2 separate regions of the Sus scrofa genome follow, and region 1 is linked to region 2. A link is a contact called in public Hi-C data. All regions are on one chromosome and are shown on one strand. The core of a region is the stretch at or near the end of the contact, and the rest is flanking DNA. Distances in the headings are between cores, read along the strand shown.

Evidence for each region. Hi-C and Micro-C count contacts between places; a contact is called where the count stands out from the background.
Region 1: a Hi-C map of fetal liver shows a contact between it and region 2, with 1.6 times the contacts expected there. The contact joins the promoter of LOC100621494 here to the promoter of LOC100152306 in region 2. A contact is called at or near these places in 3 of 47 Hi-C or Micro-C datasets (embryonic fibroblasts, fetal liver and skeletal muscle).

What each region holds. Positions count from the first base shown.
Region 1 is chr7:115,594,568-115,597,267 of Sscrofa11.1, forward strand. It overlaps LOC100621494 (alpha-1-antiproteinase-like), which reads right to left and starts at 1,297. Exons shown (of 5, transcript XM_021099664.1): 1 at 1,041-1,297. The coding sequence starts at 1,228.
Region 2 is chr7:115,369,506-115,372,205 of Sscrofa11.1, forward strand. LOC100152306 (interferon alpha-inducible protein 27-like protein 2) reads right to left here and starts at 1,356. Exons shown (of 6, transcript XM_021099654.1): 1 at 1,226-1,356; 2 at 1,040-1,069; 3 at 324-485. The coding sequence starts at 1,232.

The DNA.
Region 1 (2,700 bases), core at 47-2,546, 230 kb after region 2:
AACAAAAATGAAAAATGAAACCCAGCTAGTGCCCTGTGGGGCTCCTGGGCACACAGGCCTTTCTGTGTCCCCCATTTCTTGTTTTTAGGGAATCGGCTTCGGGCTCCATGACCTTCCCTGAGCCCCAAAGGGCAGCTGCTCATCAGGGAAGGGAGGGAACACAGAGACCAGGGAGGAGTCTCCAAGAAACAGCAGTGCAGCCTTGAGGCGGGGTCCTGGTTCCTCCTCAAGGAATGTACATAAAAATATGTTTGAGCCTTTCTGCAGAACTAGACCCCCCAGCAAGTGGAAGAACGATTTGAGGAAGAAGTCTTCATTCTGGGAAGAAGGAGGACCGCTGGAACCCGTCCCGGGGCCACTAACCACCAGCTTTGAGAGAGAATGCAAACTTGCATCTACCCCGATTCTTGTCTGCAGCCCCATTTCCCACTCCTGAGCTGTAAGAGCCCTCCCGTTCTCTCCAAAGGAGGGCACAGTCTTTAGGGCATTACCCCGTGGCGGCCTCTTTGCCAGGCAAGGCAATAAAGCTATTTTTCTCTCCTTCACCCAACTCTGTGTCTGTGTTTCTATTCGGCACTGGTGGACAGAGGCTGAGTTTGGGCAACAAAAACAAACAAGTTAAAAAGAAAGAGAGAGAGAGAGAGAGAGGATCCAGAAACAGAGGGGCAGGGGAGTGGGGGGCCCCCGAGGGGACTTGGCTCTGACTCCTGCAGGGAGAAGAGACCCAGGTGAAGACCCCCGAGGCCACAGGACCCTGTCCAAGCTTGGGGAGAGTGGAAGAAGGAGAAAATCAACCTGAAGCAGCCCAGCCCAGCAGCCGGTGTGCCCAGGGCCTCGTGGGCTGAGGGCCTGGAATGCGGAATAATCACTTCCCTACCGCCCGTGCTGAGCAGAACAGCAAAGACTCAACGGCGGCTTTCACATCCTGACCTGGCAGATCAGAGCCGAGTGTGTCTGTATCTCAGCTTCCGCCTCGGTCCAGTGGGCCAGCCTCACCCACCAGCGTCGGCTCCGCAGGGGCCTGAGGGAGAGCTACTCACTCGGCAGATGGAGGGAACTCACTTATTCCCCGGGGAGGCTCCCTGGTTGGACGCTCGCGGGCTGCTCCATACGGGGCCTTGCCTTGCCTACTTATAGGGCGGTCGCAGTCGCTGGGTCCCATGGGCCCAGGAAGAGCCTTCCCCACCCCCACCCTCTCCGGAGCCCAGCCAGCGGGTGTTGATACCATCTGAGGGCCTTGCTGTTCTTCCCTGAAGTGGCCCAGCCCAGCGGAACCAGGTGTGGGGCTTCAAGGCCCCTGCAAGGAGATTGAACTCGAAGCCTCTGGCCAAGACAAGAATTACCAGACCCAGGGGTGGGGGTGGGGTGCGAGGGATGGAGCCGGGGTTTGGAATTGGCATTATGCACTCTGGGGTATATGGAACGATTGATTGGCCAAAGGGCACCTGCTGTCTAGCACAGGGAACCCTACCCAGGATTCCGTGATAATCTCTGTGGGAAAAGAATCAGAGAGAATGGATGTGTGTCCATGCAGGACTGGGTCACTTTGCTGTACAGCAGAAATGATCACAGCCTTGTAAATTAACAATACTTCAATAAAGCTTAAAAAAAAAGAAATACCAAAAAAAAAAAAGAATTACCAGACTCTTGTCTTAGCCCCACCCATCTCATTGTAATGCCCCCTCCCCCACCTCGAGCAACCTGGCCTACTCTTTCCTGCCCCTACTAGGAAAGGCGAGTGGCCCACTCCTCACCCCACCCCTATGGGGGCCTTATCCTCCCCCCAAGCCACCAGTAAGTGTATCCTAAGACCCCTCCCCAACAAATCAGCAGGTCAGCCGGTATATCCTGAGACCACTCCTCTCCACGGGCTATAAAAACAGACACAACCACTCGCCCAAGGTCAGCTCTTGCTGATCATCTGAAAGTTGTCCTTCTGCTCCAGCAGCATCTCTTATCTCAATAAACTCTTGTTTCTTTTCCCCTCGCTGTGCTGGAAATTCTTCTCCTGACTCTTGAGCACAGACCGAGACACCAGGGGGTACAAGGCCCCTTGGGAGGGTGGGGTGATGGAAGCCCCATGGCCTTGCACGACCCAGGGTTCATCTCTCCTGGATACTCATCCTCCAGAGCTGCTGAGGGGGTGAATGAGTCCGGTAGGTCCAGAGCCTGGTACCACGCCTGATGTGTGGTGAATCACCAGTAAATGTCAGCTGCCTGACGGAACCGGCTTTATGACTGCCGTGGTCCCAGCCCTAGGAGACCACGTAGGAGGAGCTGGACTCTGTGTCCTTTGGGCTCCAAAGCCCCTTCTTCCAGGTGCAGAAGGGAGAAAACAGGCAATTGCCAGGTGCCAAGTCGCAGAGGTATCGCGTGAAAGAATGACACTGGGTCATCCTGATGCAGTTAGCATCTTACAGAATATTGGGACCTCAAGTGACTTAGGGCTCTCATTTTTATCATGGAGGGAGGCGATCACCCTAGTTCCTGGGATATGTGAGTGGTAGAGCCTGGGACAAGCTCAAGGGAGAGGGAAGCTAGCCCCCAAACCACTACTCTCAGAATCTGTAGTCTTGTTGTTGTTTGTTTGTTTGTTTTATTTTTTTGGCCACACCTGCGACGTATGGAAGTTTTCGGAATAGGGGTTGAATCAGAGCTATAGCTGCTGGCCTCCACCACAGCTCGCGCCAGATCCTCAAC
Region 2 (2,700 bases), core at 106-2,605:
GTCAGCCACAGACTTCAAGAGCTCCAAGTCCCACGGAGGCCCAGAGACAGGAGGGCCACGCAGGTGTCTGCCATGGGTAGGGCTGGACCCAGAGCCCAGCCATCACATGCCCTGGCTCCTTCCCTTCTTCTCTTTCCCAGGACCCCCTCACCCCTCCAACTCTCCCCGCAAATCTCGCTCTAGAGTCAGGAAGGAGGGCGCGGGGAGCCAGAGATCAGCGATGCTGAGGACCCCGCTGCTGGAAGGAGCAGACACCCTCCCTCAGACTTGGACTCTGACCCTTCACCCCCTCCCCCTGCCCCTCGTCCTGTTCAGACACTTACCCACGGACTGGAGAGTCGCCACCAGGCTGCCGGCTGCGACGCCGCCCCCGTTGGCGACGGCGGCCGCTGACATCATCTTGGCCGCTAAGGAGGAGGCCGCGATCCCTGCCCCGGTGAAGCCCAGGGCGCCCAGCACCACGGGCACAGCCCCCACGGCCAGGGCTGTAGGGGGAGAGGAGCTGGCTCGGGGCGTGGGCTCGGGAGTGAACCCCGGTTGGGAATTCGTTGACAGAGTCTAGGGACTCTGCTCCGAGCATCCTGAGACAGCCCCTTGGAGGGGCTCCCAAGGTAGAGAACAAAAGTGGGGGGGGGTGGACCCAGCTGCGGAAGTAGGTTAGAGGGGGGGCCGGTTGGGTCTCTAGCTCGCTGAGTGACAGTGGGGGAGTCATTACCCCTCCCTGGGCTTCAGGTGTGTGCGTGTGGGGGAGAAATCAACCACCCCCGATTTCGGCAGCAAACCCGGTTTCGAATGAAATCTCTACATGCCTATGACACCCGAGGGCCAGAGGAGCAGCTAGGTCGGGGGGTGCCGGAGGCCTTTTCGGGGGAGCACCGCTCTCTGCCCCCGAGGTTTCCCCCCCCGCCCCCCGCGGCTCTGGGAGCGGAGGGAGGCCAACGAGCCAGCACTCGCCACTCCGGCAGGGCCACCTCTCTAAGGTCTCCCACCCATCCCGGGGCCGGGGGCAGGTGCAGGCCTGGAGATCCAGCGAGATCACCTCCTCCGATGGCTGCTGCAGCTGCCCGTTCTTGAGAGACACAGAGAAAGAGGCACCGAGAGGGTGCGTGCGTTAGTCGGCTGAGAGAGCGAGGGAAAGAAGCGAGTCTTTGTTCCTTCTTGGGTTGGGGTCTAGCAGGCCCGCCCCCTCCCCCGACTTCCAGGCTGACGGGGAAGCAAGACTCACTCATCATGGGGACCCTCTTCTCGCCGCAGCTCAGCTCCGGAAATGACTATGGTCCAGGAGGTGATCTTATTTCCCCGACAACCAATGGGGACGCGGCCGGCCCCTCGCAGCGCCCGGCCCAAGGAAAACGCAGGGACCCAAGCGCAGTGTCCGCCCCCCGCCCCAGCCTCCCCACCCCTTCCCTCCTACTTGCCGTCTGCTCGCCAGCCCCCTACCCCCGTCCCGCCCACACTCGCCGGTCCCCCACCTTCACCCCACCCATCCATCTCCCCGCGCACGCCCGGCACCTGTCGGCCCCTGCCCACTGGTGGTACCCCACCCACCCCCACGGTGAGTTTCTCTCTCCTTAGTGTTCTGCCAGAGGGAAAAGAGCCCTAAAACGCCTGAAAACCATTGCAACTGGGCGGTGCTTCCAAGCTGTGGCATTTTCCCCCAAGACAGAAGAGTTGATCACTGCAAAAACGAAACAAAACAAAACAACAAAAAACCTAAACAAAACCTAAGGCGAGAAACATTTCATTTCACCTCCAGAGGGAGATGCTGATAGATTTGGGCGCATTTCCTTCCTGTTGTCTCCTTGGACCACCCCATCTCTGTCACTCGCTGAGTATGGCATGTCGCCTCTAAGCGCCACGCCCGCGGTACACCTGGCAAACGAATCATTTTGTTTAACTGCCATTTGCATTTCCCCAGGCTGCTTAATAGTCTTCAGGATTTTTTTTTAAGGTTAAATTTATGGAGACACAACTTACCCAGAGTAAAATTCAACTTTTTAGTGTCATGTCTGTGTGTTCGTGTTAGGGCAAGTGCGTGTTCCCCGCGCAGGGAGGCCAAACAAACTGAATCGTGGGAGCCTGGAGCAGAGAAAGGCCTGTTGCAGGCACGCAAGACTTGTGCCCCTAAAAGAGCCTGAACTCCCTGAACCAAACCTGTAAAACATCGTTAAAAGCCAGGTGGGGTGGGGGTGGGGGGTCACAGGGCAAGGGATCCACTCCTACACAGTTCTGATGGGTTGGTGGTGAGGTCACAGGGCCGGGTGGCAGGGGTTAACATTGTCAAGCCTGGGCACCAGTAGGTCTCACGCTCAAGGTCATCAAGAAGTTAATTTCTTCTGTTTGGTGATGGTTTTAGTGTCTGTAAAACAATTCAGGAAACATGCATCAGATCCTATTTATTATCTAGGTACTTCAGAGAGGAGTTACAACAGAAGATATGGGGGTGGGAGGGCTGCCCCAGGAAGGTCCCTAAGGGTCCTGCTCAGTTCCATTTGGACAGTTTTACGGTTGTGGAGATGCAGGCTCAGCTACAGGGCATTTTCATCACCCACCTCCCCACCCCCAGATTCCCCCACTCCTTTGCAGTCAGCCCCTTCCCAGCCCCATCCCCTGGCCACCTGCAGTCTGTTTTCTGTCCCTACATGTGCCTTTTTTCAGACTTTCAACAGGTTTCTTACTTGTCATCCAACATTCTTTCCT